Linked DNA regions of Zea mays: region 2 is linked to region 1. Evidence: chromatin contacts called from public Hi-C data. All regions are on one chromosome and are shown on one strand. Each heading gives the region's core, a stretch centred on a gene start, on an enhancer-like site or on the middle of the called end of the contact. The rest is flanking DNA. Distances are from core to core; before and after follow the strand shown. Region 1 holds the start of LOC100273183. Region 2 has its middle 94 kb from the start of LOC100193175.

Region 1 (7,377 bases), core at 1,816-4,315:
TCGGCCACGGTTGCTGACTACACACTCTCCTGCACTTTTTGGTCGCTTTATCCACTCCTCCATGTAAGGCTATTTACGTCTACATGAATTACTTCCTATTCGATTTTGACTAGAAAAGATTTAGACCCTATCTAGCAGGCAAATAATTAGCTAGCTAGCAACAATTAGCTTGGTATATTTGGAGTCGTCGCTAATAGATGTTTTTTTCTCTCTATACAATCTATTAGCACTTATTAACAAGGTTAAATGGCTAATGAACAAACAGTTTGCCAGCCCTTCGACTAATAATTAGCTAATTTATTAGTCCGCCTGTGTTGGAGGCCAAGGTACTAAAAGTCTAAAATTACTTGGCAAACAGTTTGCCACACGGATCCAACTAGGGCCTTAATCCTCACCAATCTCTATTACGCAACCAAATAAGTTCTAATGATTATATGGTGTCCCATCAGTGAAACCAAATTAGTACCACGAAATTGAAGTTTTGTATTATCACTGAAGTGAAACACGGTTTAATCGGTTGTCGTGGGGTATTTTCCTTTCCACTCCAAGGAAATTTAGAATTGACATGGATTCAACGTTTAGGGCTATTTTGAGAACACTAAGACATTTCTATTTATTCAAAAAAAAAATAGTTCATTTTTCTTTAGAAAAATAGAAGTCTCTTGGATAGTTGTTTATACATGACCTGTTTGCAATTTTCAGGACCTTATCCGTGAAACAATATCTTATCTAGGAACATATTAAATACAAACCACGTTTTGGTGCAAACCCCGTACAAACCTACTAAAAAAAGTTTCAAAAATTTCTGAAAAAACATGAATGTACATCTCAGCTTATCTTATCTATATACAAAATTTTATGGTCAAATTCATCTTACTGTAGCAGTTGCAAAAAAAGACAAATTTTGGTGTATTTGAACTATTACTGTTTGTCAGAAATTTTGTCTTTTTTGTAAGTGCTAGAGTAAGATGAATCTAACCATGAAATTTTGTATATATATGAGGTAAGCTGAGATGTACATTCATGTTTTTTTTAGAATTTTTTTAAACTTTTTTAGTAGGTTTGCATGGAGTTTACACCAAAACGTGGTTTACATTCGATATGATCCCATCTTATCTTCATCTAATGGAACAACAGCCGCTAGCCTTAGGTTGAAAAATATCACCGATAGAGATATTAAAGAAAGTCAAATACCCATGAAAATAAACTGGAATACTACCCCACGATGCTTTCTTAACATTGTGGTTGTTGGGGAAAGCCCACATGTTTGGTTTGTTCTTAAATACTCTTATTTTTTTCTATGCATGATTTTCTTGTGATTTGAAAGGCTGTGTTCTAATAAAGATTGGTTTGTTGGCCAGATAAATGAAATAGCTAGTGACCAAATCAGCTCTAAAAGGTTGCGTAATTTTATTTCCGAAAGTTGAATGGAGGGGGAATCACTTAGAGTTGGAGGTTTTATTTTTTCTATAGAATATTTTGAAAATAAACTAACTTCTAAAATTGTAAAGAACAACATAGACACTCACAATACACACAACACTCACCTTTAGGGACAACGTAAATCTCTATGAACACCTTTAAAAAACTAGGACGAATAATTCTCGAGACAAGATTGATGGAGTTGTAATAGTCATCCCACTGTCAATGGAAACGTTGGATAGAATTAAAATGGCAAAGCCATTGAACATTAAAATATTTGATCCCACGAAGTGAGATGTTTGTGCTACCGACGCTCTTACAGTCACTAGATTAGAGACTTTTTCACAAACTAAACTGAACTTGACCAAGTTACTAATATTACATCTTGTAAAAGAAAATATATTTAAAAAATAAAACGTCTCCTAATTTAAAATGGGGAATAGTTTTGAGGTCCCGTCTCGTCTAGAGAGTTAATGGTAAATTCTCCACCAGGTTATAGTATCTCAGACCTATCTACATCATGCTTTCCTTCCCCATACCTATCCCCATACCCATCATGAGTGCAAAACTCATCTCATACCCGTCCCCATTCGGGTTTCGGATCCCTAATGGGTCCCCATCCCCAATTAAGGGATAACTAGGTACTAACAGCTAGCACAAACTATCCAGATTTTAGACATCGCCATATTGGCGAGCACTCATCCATGAACCATGATCCATTCATCCATCTATCAGAAAAGAAATGAGTACTTCGGGACCGGTAGAAGAATGGAGTCTGCTCACCTTCCTTGGTCACTATCTAAGTTCGTTGGCGCCTGAGAATTCATGGTCGTCACCGTCGTCCTAGCAGTCGCGATGCTCCTCGTCGCTGGGGAAGTCGCCAGTGTGCAGTGCTAGCGCAATTGTCCAGGCGTGCGACGGTTGGGCGGCTAGAGGGCATAGCGTATGGCTAGTTATTTTAGAGTTTTGTTTTTTTGCTAGTCTGCTAGTTGACTTGCCGTGTTGCCTTATTGGTTAGGACATGTGCCTGGTGCGCTGTCGTGCTGGGTTTGGTGGCCGCTCGACCTCAACTCATTCATGCAAACATGACAGGTGTACATGTACGAAATACCTATAGTTAATCAGGTTCGGATTATTGCTTCCCAAACCTATACCTGTTTATTTAATGGGTGAAGATTTTGTACCATATTTATATCTATGAGAACAATTTTTGTACTATACCCGTATTCTAATAGGAGAATTCCCACGGGTTAGCGGATATCGGGTTCTATTGATATCTCTAGTCTCGTCGCGTACAAAAAAGAACAAGATATGGCTAGAAGCAAAATCTTTCCTTGGGCGGCCGGCCGCAAAGGCCACGTCATCTCCTCGGCTTATCTTCCACTCGCATACGTGTTGGGACGTCACGGCACAGCCCTCCCTCCCCATTCCGAGTTCTGACCCACGCTCAGAATCCATCCATTTCTATCCCCCACACACAAATACACATCCCCCTTCCCTTCCCCGCAACTACTCTGTGCTCTCTACTACACGCTTCTATCTAAGAGAACAGACCAGACCACGCACGCCGGCAGAGAAAAACCAGAATTCTCCAAGCAATCCTATCGCCAACCCGGCCACGGATCGGGGCTGCCGTCTGTTGCCGCCGGCGCTGGCGCCGACGCCGATGGGCTCCGCCGATCGCAGTAAGGTACATCCGGCTCTCGTCCCCGTTCTCTCTGCTTTGCCGCCAAGCTCTGTGATCTCGGACTGATCGACCTCTCTCCTTTGCTTCTGCGACCCGTCGCTGCAGATCGACGGGATCGTGGTGCCGGAGAAAGGCGCCAGGAGCTGCGTCGAATGCCGCGCCACCACCACGCCCATGTGGCGCAGCGGCCCCACCGGGCCCAGGGTAAGCTCATGATCGCCCTCCCTCCTCTTGTTTTCGAGGCTCCATATACTGTTCGTCCGGATAAGGCACCAGTAGATTGGGGATTCCTGGTGGCTGGATTGGCTGCTGACCTTGATCAACCTATCTACATACACACGCGACTCCGATAGTCCTGCAAATACTAGTTGTTTCTGTCTGTGCTATGTAGGATAGGATATATATATGTCATCATCTACTTATAACCTTCTTATATTACTGAAATTTATGTGCTGTCAATCGCAATCCTGCCCGCTTAGTAGGGATGTATACGACCCCTCTCGTATGTGCTTACCATCTGCTCCTTTTTATGAACACGTTCTAATCAATAGCCAATAGGAACGATATCTGTTAGTCTCAACAACTTGGTGTAAGTATGGATGCGATTTTGTTTGGCTAAAAGCAGGATGCACGACGGTCTACTCATCTTTTGTAGTGAATGTTGAATTGAAATTCAGTCTAGTATAAAACAGTACGATGAAATGAAGACACCAGAGACCAAGTCAAATTAGTGTGCTCTTAGCAGTGCGTTCTAATCAGAGACAGCTAGCTAAGGACGATCGATCCGAACCACATTCCACCAAATCTAACCTGTGCGCCCAAGGTCTTCCAGTTTTTGAATTCCTTACGCAACAGGTCGACAGTACCATCACGGAGAGCTGCCACTCTTGAGACAAGCATGCCTTTTGAGGATCTATCCAGCGAAATTTCCTCTACCCCTTACGGCCAAAATGTTTGCAGTGGACTTGACAATGGAGGAACTGTTTGCAACTGAGATAAATGAAACCATATGCGTGCTCTATTACTTTTCATGGTAATACTAATATTGCTTTGTTTTCATGACATAGCAGTATTTTTTAGACACTGAAATAGGGAATACAAAATGTTCTTCGCAGTCTGTAGTTACAGTACGTTTTGTTTGATTTGGGGACAGGCAAATTGTGAGCTGGGTTTTGGTCTGTTGCTAATGCGGTACGAGACTCGTCCTCGTTGATATTTCTCTCTATGAAATTGGACTGCAACTTGGTTGTTAGGTGAGCTGTTCCTAACAACAGTAGTGCTAACCACCGAGCCAATGGTGTGCCGGGAGAAAGATACTTTATCCACTTTGATTCTCCTAGCCTGATTATTTTTTCATTTCTGCCCTCTACTTTTTCAGTGTGTTTCCGCTGACCAGAATTGCGCACCACCAAGACATGACTTATTACACTTTTTTAGGATAATAAAATAACCAAGAGAATTGTTTTCGCAAAGGAAACTTATGCTAAATTTCACACTCTGCCCTGGAAACAACTCGAACGCGGTCTCTCTCTCTCTCTCTTTTTTAATCTCATTTCAATTATGTTGGGCAGTCACTTTGCAACGCTTGCGGGATTCGGTACCGAAAGAAGAGGAGGCAAGAGCTTGGCCTAGAGCACAACAAGCAGCAGCAGCAACAACAAAATAATGGCGAGGCGAAGACTGGAGTAAAAGACAGCTCTAGCAACAGCAGTAGCGGGAGCAGCAACTTTCACGTGGTGCAGAAACGGAGGCTCCTAATGGAAGTGGAGGAGGCTGCTCTGCTGCTGATGACCCTATCTTCTTCGCCCGCATCCACATTGCTACATGGCTAGGAACCCTGCAACACCAAATCAACGATGTACATACACACACAGGCTTCCCCACCCCACACCTTGCACAGTCACCATCCAACGATTCCAGTCCAAATCGTACATGTTTCTCACACCAGTCTGAGATAGGGAAGGAGGGGGCCTATCTCGGGATTGTGTGATCTTCTGATAGGGGTGGATGATTAGTGCCAACCTAATCACTCCATTGATCGTCTTCTTCTCTGTTTCCGTCCTACCTGTAGACCTTGATGTATCTGCTATGTGAGTTGTGGTAGGCTCCATAACAAGAGGTCCTGTTGATCTCACTTCCCCACACATCTTTTTCTCTGTCCTTTTCTCTCTCTTTTTTTATGTTCTCCCTCTTTCGGTTTTGTATGTACTTTGATGTTGCCCCTTTGTGAGGGATGGATGATCAAAAGGAGACGCCATCCTTTCTCATTCTGGAATAATCAAGGATGTGAGCTCTTTCATTTCAGTAAGTTCGTGTTGCTGTGTCATGAACAAGAAAAAATGCAGTTTCGGGGTCGGTATGTTTAAAATCGTACATGCGTGCTGGCGGCTAAAGAACGCAGATGACTATGTTCATTGACGCTGAGCAGGATGGCTACATGTGGATCAGCTGTCAGTAACAGACTGAAGCTGCCAAAGTGTTTTTGTTAGCACATCTAATGGCATGTCTTATTGCAGTTAAATAGATGGCGAGAATGTGACGGCGCGATTTATGCAACCCTCGGATAGCTGTTCTTAGTGACAGGCGCAGGGCAACCACCAACCAGCACGCCGTCCTATCGAAACAGCTTCGGGTTCAGGTTGAGGTATGACTTGAGCGTCAGGGCATGGCTACCATTGTTTCGATTGGAATGTCAGGAGGGCTCATTCATTCGATTCACCGTCGCGGCTGTGGCATAACTGCACAAACAGGTAGCGGAACCAAAGCAAGCACGTGTTCCTTGCGCGCCACAGTTGGCGTACGGACCACTGTTAGCTGTACTGACCGACCGTTGAGGACCGCCGATTGCTTCCCGCATTGATCGTCTCCGTTGCCCAGCGCTCTGCTCTGGAGAAGCTGCGGAATGCGGAGCGTCTGCTCTGTGTTCGCAGAGCAGGTAGTGAGCGAGCCGGCAAGCCACATGCCAGAGAGGAATTCATGTAGCAAACCAATATGAGGCCAGTCTTTCAGTGGCATGACACATCTATTTAGACACGTAGCACAGCAGAAAAAGACTTAGTAGGACTATAATCCGAATTATTTATAATTATCACTTGGGTATATCTCCAATAATCTTCCACTTGTACTAGAGACAATTATATACACAAGTTCTAATATTCTATCCCAGTGTGTGATCCAATAGATTCTTGTGCAGATAGTCATTGAACTGAAACTATTTTCGAACCATAAGTCAATAGTGGTACCTAGCAGCATATACTAACTCCCAAATGTAAGATCATATAGACCGAACTATGATACATTCACATACTAATCCCTCGGAACATGGAGCTAGAGAATCAGGCTAGAGTAATAGGGACCTAGTGGGCCTTTTGAAAGGGTGTGGTAGGCCCACCAGTTAGTCCTAACCACACTGTTACCGTAGTAGTTGGTGTAGTAACGTGTGTAATTAGGACTTGGGCCGCATTGTTATGTAATTAACTGTTGCATAGTATATTACAAGAATGTAGTAGATATGACTTTGGCCGCATTGTTCTGTAATTACTTGTTGCATAGTATATTACAAGAATGTAGTAGATAACTAGGTGGACGCATGTACCTTAGGCTCATGCCCCTTGGTTACCCTATAAATATCTTCGTTCGGAAACGGGATGGACACGCTTGACAAGACATTGAGAGTTACTATTCCCCGATTGCCTAACCGTTTTGCCCTAACTGCTCATGAGCGTTTGGTTCCCACCTGTCTGAACGCAACATGCAACGACGGCAGGAAGCCCACAAGTACGCCAAAGTATTTGGGAGCTTCGAAAGGGTCACAAGGCATGGCAGAAGTATTTAGAACCTACATCAAGCCGAAGTCAAACACGTTCAATCCTTCTTGGTCATATATAGAATCCACAAGGTGGTTTCCACTGTCCACCGACACCAAGAGGTGATAGAGGATGCCACAACTTCAGATAAAAATAAACTCAAAGCACACAACAACGAAAGTTGTATTGTGTATTCTGTCGAGAAAACAAAGGCCACACAAACAAGGATTATGCAATTACAATACAAAAATAAAGAGAACTAGTAGCTGCTAATTAGGAGAATCAGCCAAAGGAAATATGTCACACGACATCTTACTGTCCCCCACCTCATATCCAACGATATGTTCAACATTAGGGGTCAAATACACATCCTTCGGCTTCCAATGTTTCAGCACACCCGTCTCCGCCTCCTCAAACTGTAGTTCCTATTGTACATCCATCATCATCTTCTCAAACTTCACA
Region 2 (7,377 bases), core at 1,603-4,102, 370 kb after region 1:
TTTCTTTGCGAGCCTGGTAGGATAGGTTATTTGTTTTCGGGATCAAGGATCCTAATTGTGGCACTACTATAACCAAGTATCCTGCATGAGACGTAAGATACCTAAGTATAATATATCTTACGTTACTTACCTTATAGCTTAGCAGATCTTAGGGATGCATCCATCGATTATATAAAGCAGCGAACGTGTGGCGCTAATAAATTCTGTGGGTAGGATATAATGATAAGATTTAGTTTGGCAACTCCATTTTCCCAAGGGATTTCTATTTTCCCAAGAGAAATCGGTTCATTTTCCCTAGGGAAAATAAAAATCCCTTGGAAGAACGGGGTTGCCAAACTAGCCCTAAGTATAGCTTGCCGTAAGCATCTCAAAGTGATTCCTATTTATTTAATGGGACCTCCTACCATTTTTAGGCTACGCTTTGTTGATCTAAAGAACACATGGAATTTGGAATGTGAGTTTTAGACAGATGATGATTACAATATTAATTTTATAGTTGCACTTGTGTATCCATAGTATTTTTCTGCTTTATGTTCACTTTTGCTTTAGTTATGGTCCTGATATTAGCATTGGACATCCTGCATTTGTCTTCTTATTGGAGTACCGTTGGTGCAGGTGTCGACCACAATAACTGTTAATGAAACATTAACTGGTTTGAAGATTTCATTTGCCTTGAAGGTTCTAGGTCACAAGTCTAGGAAGGTTAGTGTTTTTGGAAGTGAAGGAGGAAACATTAACTTGCTTGAATACAGAAAATGAGTGGTGCAATATGTGTAGGAAGTCTTAATTGAGCTGTATTTGACTTGTATACTGTATTTGTCAATTACATTTACATCAATGGGTTATGATCTAAATTTTATCCCACCAATTTCCACTGAATTTTTGCCAAATTACTTATTTCTTTTGTTTTTATGCTAGCAGCTTGATCTGCAATATACCCACAATTATTTTTTCAATGAATACGACCACTGATTTGACATCAACACATTTGGTTGAGCTCGCTACAACTGTCGGCACAAGTGAACTTGTCATTGGTGCTGAGGTCGGGTTTGACATTACTTCAGATGCTGTTACTAAGTACAACTCAGGGGCTGGATACAACAAGTTTGATTTCTCTGCTTCCTTACTAATGTAAGCTTCGCAAGTTTATTCTTTTTGTTTAGGCATGCATGTAAATTTATGCATTGCTTGTGATTTTATAAACAATTAAACTTTTGTTGATTTAATTCTCTTATCCTTATCTTTTCTTTTTGCAAGTTCAACAAGTAATGGTATTTTCTTAGTGATCTCCTCTTTATTCGTGCATCGGTGATATTTTGTCACACGAATTTTGCATATCATAGTGATATTTGTCGTTTTGTATCTATGTTTCATATTAATTTTTTTACTGCCGTGGCAATGCACGAACATGAATCTAGTTTAAGTATAATAGAGTAAATAATACAATTATTGCAGGCTTATACTTCCATAAATCTTATATTTGCATAAAAATTATGTTAATTATAGCTCTGTAGAGAAAACCCCTTGCAGTAAATTTATCGGATGGACCACAACGGTGTGTATGACCGTGTGGTGTGATTTTCCTTAAGGATATGCCTTTGAGGTTTCTGGGACAAATTTCTTTCTAAGGTATGCTCTAGAGAGTTGTTTGTTGGAGAATTTTCTTACCGATGACGTCTGGAGAAGCAGCGATTTCTGGATGAAGGGGCTTTAGGCTGTCCGCAGTGGCGTGCGCTAAACAAAACGCTACGAACATACAGCTACACATCCAGTAAAAAACTGCTGCAGCGGATGACCCTACCAGCCACGCAAAGCATACGGAAGGCACGATGAACGCTACCTGTAGAGTTCGTCCCTTTTTACTCTAAATCTGTCCTTTTTGTCTCTGACGTGATTGGATGGCATGGGATGTGGCTGTATATGCTGTGGTGATGGTGAAAATAAATGATATAATATGTGGTAGTTGGTATAGGGTTGAGATATAGAGTAAATATGATTGCGAAGAATTGCGGTATAGAGTAGAGAATCTCGCTTACAGGGACAAGATATTCCATTTAGAGTAGAAATTTAGAGTTGTATGAGTGCGGATAGCCTTAGAGGCCTGATGGTGCTCCTCCCGCAGCCCAACATTGCTTTCTGCAACCCACCAGCAACCTTTTGTTTCTTGAGGCAAACGCAAGAGTGAGACAGCCTAGCGACGTCTATGGTGAGCGCTGCGACCTAAGCAGAGCGGCGACCATGGTCCTGTCCATCTCCTCCAGCGTTGATGAACGAGCCGGTGTGTGGGGTGCAGAGATGTGCAGCAGTCGTACGCACGTTGTCGCAGACCTGGCACGAGGCAGGCGTTTGCTAGGTGTGCCTGGAAGAGCAGGTTCGTACGAACATGGAGATCGTGGGTTGACACTTGACAGTTCCTTCCTTCAGACTTTGGTCTTCTCTATTTGAAAACCAAGCGCGCTAGTAGCCGCCGAGTTTTTTTTGCATTTTAGCCCTTTTTCGAAAAAAATCACGTTTAGATCCTAGAAAAATTTAATGTCAATTTTTTACTCTTTGCTCGGCGCCCTAGCCTATGGCGCCGATGTAACACAGCTCGACACCATAGTTTATGGCACCGAGACACCTGCTATACTGGCACAACCTCGACGTCGTGCTGCACATATCTTGGTATGGATCTCGGTTGTATAAAAAATTCGGCCGTCCTCCACTGCATGCATGTGCCGTGTCCGCTGGCGTTGTCGCGCCAGCCAATCCCTTTATTCGTTCGTCCGTGAGTGCGCGTCTGGTACATGCATGCATGCATGCATGCACACTGTCTGCTGCCGGCGTGCGTTTCGCTGCTCTGCTTCCATGCCATGCCAGCGCGAGGTGGGGTGTCGGTGTCAGTGGTGGAGTGGAGAGGTGGACAGACAGAGCGCTCGGGAGAGAGTGGTGGATCGGAGAGTGGTGGATCGGAGACAGAGTGCTGGCCTGTGGGCTGGCTGGCTGTCACGCAGCTGATGATAGGAGGGGTGTGTAGGGCAGTGTTACATCGAAGAAAAAGGGCGCCACGCCAGTACTGGCAGTACATACTATGATTTGTGGTCTCAGAGGCTCCTTTGCCAGTGGCTTTTCATTTCGCCACCAAAAGATCTACTCATTGCAACCCCCTGGCTGGTTCCCTTCACCAACAGCTTTCACCAGGCGAGCCTTCGCGTCAACATTTCTTTCTTTTTTTTTCTATTTTTCATCATGCCACATTGGATTTGTTTAGGTGTGAGATGTGAGAAAGAGCAGCCGTACGTTTTTTTCCACGGAACAATAGACACGGCACATGCATGCAGGGCAGGACGACCAAATTTTTTATACAACCGAGCTCGTCGCCAAGATCTGTGACGCTGAACTCGGTACCACGTTGGCGCCACGACGTCCGGATTGTACCAGCACAACAGTTATTTCGGTGTCATAGACTATGACGCCGAGCACATAGTCCAAAAATAACATTAAATTTTTCTAGGGTCCAAACGTGATTTTTTTCTAAAAAAGGGTCAAAATGCAAAAAAAAGTTTCGGTAGTAGCAGGTTGTCAGTAGTCTATGTGCATGGCAAGTGACTTCCTCTTTTTTTTTCTTTAATTATGTGATTAAAACATGTTTAATTCTCTCCCATCAAAAAGCTACGCGTGCACTAGCTATATATGTGTACACTTCGGTGCATGTGAAGTTGCATTTCTACGACATGCAAGCAAGCAAATGTGCAACGTACTTGTCCACGATTCTTCATTATGCCCATGCCATTAATTTGATTATTACTCAAATAAGTATTTTGTACTCTTAATACCGTGTGTGTGTATATATATATATATATATATATATATATATATATATATATATATATATATATATATATATATATATATATATATATATAGTTTATATATTAAGAGCCCTGTGCTTCCAATAATAGAGGAAGTCCAGGCTAGTCAATATGCATATTTGGTTGAACCAGACCTGGTCAGCATATACACAGTTACGATGCTGTTAACCCCTGTTTCTCCGTCAGCATCCCACGTCTCCCCCGTTTCCCGATTTCCAAAACCATCTTCGCGCAATCAACAGAGAGAAACCCGCGCGAGTCTGGGATTCCAGCTTCTGCATCCGCCGAACAGGAAGGAAACCCCTTAACCCCTGCGGCCGAGGCGACTTACGAGGCGATTTCTGCCGCTCCAATCTAGCTGCGCTCCTTCAGTCTCCGAACATTGGAGCCACGATTGAAGAGCCATTGCTTTCCCGAGAAGTTTCAGGTAATCCATCCAACTTGAAATACATCGAGGTTTCCGTCGATCTTTGAAGTATTTTTGTCGATTTGAAGTCGGTTTTATTGTTTCCCTTAGTTTTTAGATGTGTGTGATTTGTATCCGATTATACATTTCTCTAATCGGCTCATTGCATCTCTCTTTGGTTCAGGAGCCCCGATTGTAGAGCATCTGCATTTCTTCTAGATCCGCTGTATCGCTCGGCCTTCAAAGACATAGGCAATGGCTCCGGTTCAGGTATCTATTCATGAGTTTGCAGATAGTATTTTTACATAATATTAGTAACATGTATATGCATATTGGTATTGATATATATGCACATCGTCAATACTGTTTATGCACATTTGTACAGATGTTTATGAACATTGGTCGAGATATTATGCACTTCTGTATTGCTCTATCTACCTGAAACATTAGTTTACACACTTGTTGTATTATATATAAATGCACACAGATACTATTATATATGCAATAGTTATTTAAATATTCATGTTTGAATATCATCAAATTTTGTATATTATTATGTACCAGTTATTAAAATATGTTGTATAGTTAGTTGATGCAAAATAGACATTTATTTTATCATGCACCAGTTACAATTATATGAAATAGTAAATTAATCTTTATGCTTGTATATAACCATGGTTCATTAAATGTTGTCATATAAATGGAAAAAGGTAGTTTATGTTATGTAACTCCATTTCGTATTATGTAGTATGCATTGTAGATAGTTATAGACAACATTCAACTTTTTTGGCATATATTTATGCATAAATCAATGTATTTAAAAACAATATTTTTTTCAACAGATATATTGATTGTTGAACCATTAGATCCATTGATCGTCCTCCATCTAATGCAAAAAGATTAACGATTGAGTCAAGTCAGGAGGTGTTTTTGTTGACATTTCAAGACGAACATGATCTAACAGCTCAGCACAACATGGTGATAATCCCCATATCCAGCAGCAGATTGATCCACAACTAGCACCAGTTACTCGTGTCTGTAGAAAGACACTAGCTTGTCATGTAAAAAAATCATCCTTCAGCTCCATCAACATTGTCTGATGATGATTTCATGGATGCTCCAACATTAAAGCGCCAATTCAGATCAGCTGCACCTTCCCCTTTAGAAAAAACCATGCAAAGAAGATAAAAGTCCCTTCCCACAAGTTTCGATTGTGTCAAGCAGATCAAAGATTGATATAGATGTCAAGTCAAAGACCATTACGAAAACAAGCTCACCCAAACAGAGGACACCCAGAAAATCCTAGGTACTATGTATATATTTATGGTTGTTTATGTGTTAATTTTGGTGCACAATCAATGTTGTATTACCCCAATATTACATTTTTATATATTATTATTTTTGGTATGCTGTTTATTTTGGTAGTGTTTTAGACTTTAGTTATTTCCAAGCATCTAATAAATATCATTTATATATACATATTATCCTTAGTTATAACAATATATATACAATGTGTATTAAGGCATATTCATTATGCCTTAAGAAATTGAATATCCGTTGCATCCCTTATGATGTCATTGTCTCAACTTAGATAATGAGCGATCGACAGTGGGATGCTGTTGCTAGGTTGGGATTTCAAAGTATATTTGATTTGCGTACTGATGCGTTAGAGAGCAGATCTCTCATAAGGTGGTTGATGGATAAGTTGGATCTAGATGACATGACAATACGCCCAGGGGCTGGTAAAGAACTGAAGATAACAAAAGAGATGGTTCGTCTTATTTTGGGATTGCCAAGTGCTGGAGGTGGCAGGGAGTTCACTGATTGGTATGGTGAAGTTGACGCTGCTTCAAAACTGAGACGGGATCTCAAAATTTGTAAAGAAGAGTTTGATGTTGTTAAGCTTCAGGACAAGCTAGTGCTTGGCAATGATGATGAGTTATCAAACAGATTTTTTTTGATTTTATTCAATTGACTTCTTTTCCAATCTTCTTCATGGGGCATTACGAACAATGAGGTCCTAATGACATCAAACATGGACCGGATGGCTGAGATTGATTGGTGTCAACTAGTTTATACTGATTTGTGTGATGCTGCCAGTCGTTGGTACAAGAGGAACAGAACAAACATTACAACAACAGTATATGGATGTTCACTCATTGTTCTTGTAAGTAACTCTCTGTTTACCAAGTATATATAATATATATGATATCCAAATATTTGTTTTGTACTAATTATATATGATTGGTTTTTTGTTCAGATATACTATCTTGATCACTTACACCACCCTGCATCACCTGAGAACAAATATGGTACTCCCCGCATTAAGTATTTTGATAACGAGACAATAAGAGATTTGGCTAGGGGTGACAGACGTGCCCCCGTCAATCTGGTGAACCATTTGGTCATGCAGAGGTTAGACATAAACATTTTTTCCTGTTATGCAGATGGTAAAATTCCAATAAATGCTAACAGTTATAACTTGGATTTAAACAGTTTTATAGCCGTACAGAGACATGTTATGTCATTGCACCAGAACGACCGGTTTCTGGCATATTAAACATATATGTGCCACGTATAAAGCATTTGATTGGCAACAAGCTGAAATGTCTGCCCTCCCAGCATCGCCCCATGTTTGAATCAATGTTTGATGCGCATGACAAGGAGGTGGATAAGTAATGTGATTCTATTCAGCAGAGCCATCAGATGCTTGTTTCTAAGCAGATTGAACTATCTGAGACCTTTGGTGAAATGATCGACGAAGTTCTAAGGGCTGCAACGCAGCGTGATACTCAGCAAGAAGGTATTAATAGTTATGTTTATTTTTTAAAAATTTAATTCAGCTCACGGATAATTCAAACTTAAGTTGTATTTAGGTATACGATTTCAAATACATTATTTTATGCAACATATTATATATTACTTATGCATTCATTTGCACTACTACATCACCAACACCTTTCATTTGATTTTAGCCTGAAAACTCTCATTTTGATTTATGCACCCTGATATTATATTGATGTAGTTTGTGCTAATATGTATGTATAACCATTATTTTTATTACTCTACATTTCTATTTCTGGTTCATTTCAGCAACAACTAATTTATTATTTTATTGTC

What was found. Hi-C and Micro-C count contacts between places; a contact is called where the count stands out from the background.
Region 2: a Hi-C map of ear shows a contact between it and region 1, with 2.3 times the contacts expected there. The contact joins the enhancer-like site here to the promoter of LOC100273183 in region 1. A contact is called at or near these places in 2 of 25 Hi-C or Micro-C datasets (ear and endosperm).

Annotation. Positions count from the first base shown.
Region 1 is chr3:65,434,401-65,441,777 of Zm-B73-REFERENCE-NAM-5.0, forward strand. LOC100273183 reads left to right here and starts at 3,066. Exons shown (of 3, transcript NM_001147628.1): 1 at 3,066-3,112; 2 at 3,215-3,313; 3 at 4,681-5,385. The coding sequence starts at 3,089. The coding sequence ends at 4,941.
Region 2 is chr3:65,808,604-65,815,980 of Zm-B73-REFERENCE-NAM-5.0, forward strand. No RefSeq gene overlaps it. Among protein-coding and RNA genes, the nearest start is that of LOC100193175, 94 kb to the right of the region's middle. Within about 2 kb of position 2,853, at least 18 of the 20 cell types and tissues checked have an H3K27ac peak or open chromatin away from gene starts, as enhancers often do. A contact at or near this core is called in ear, where this site is marked.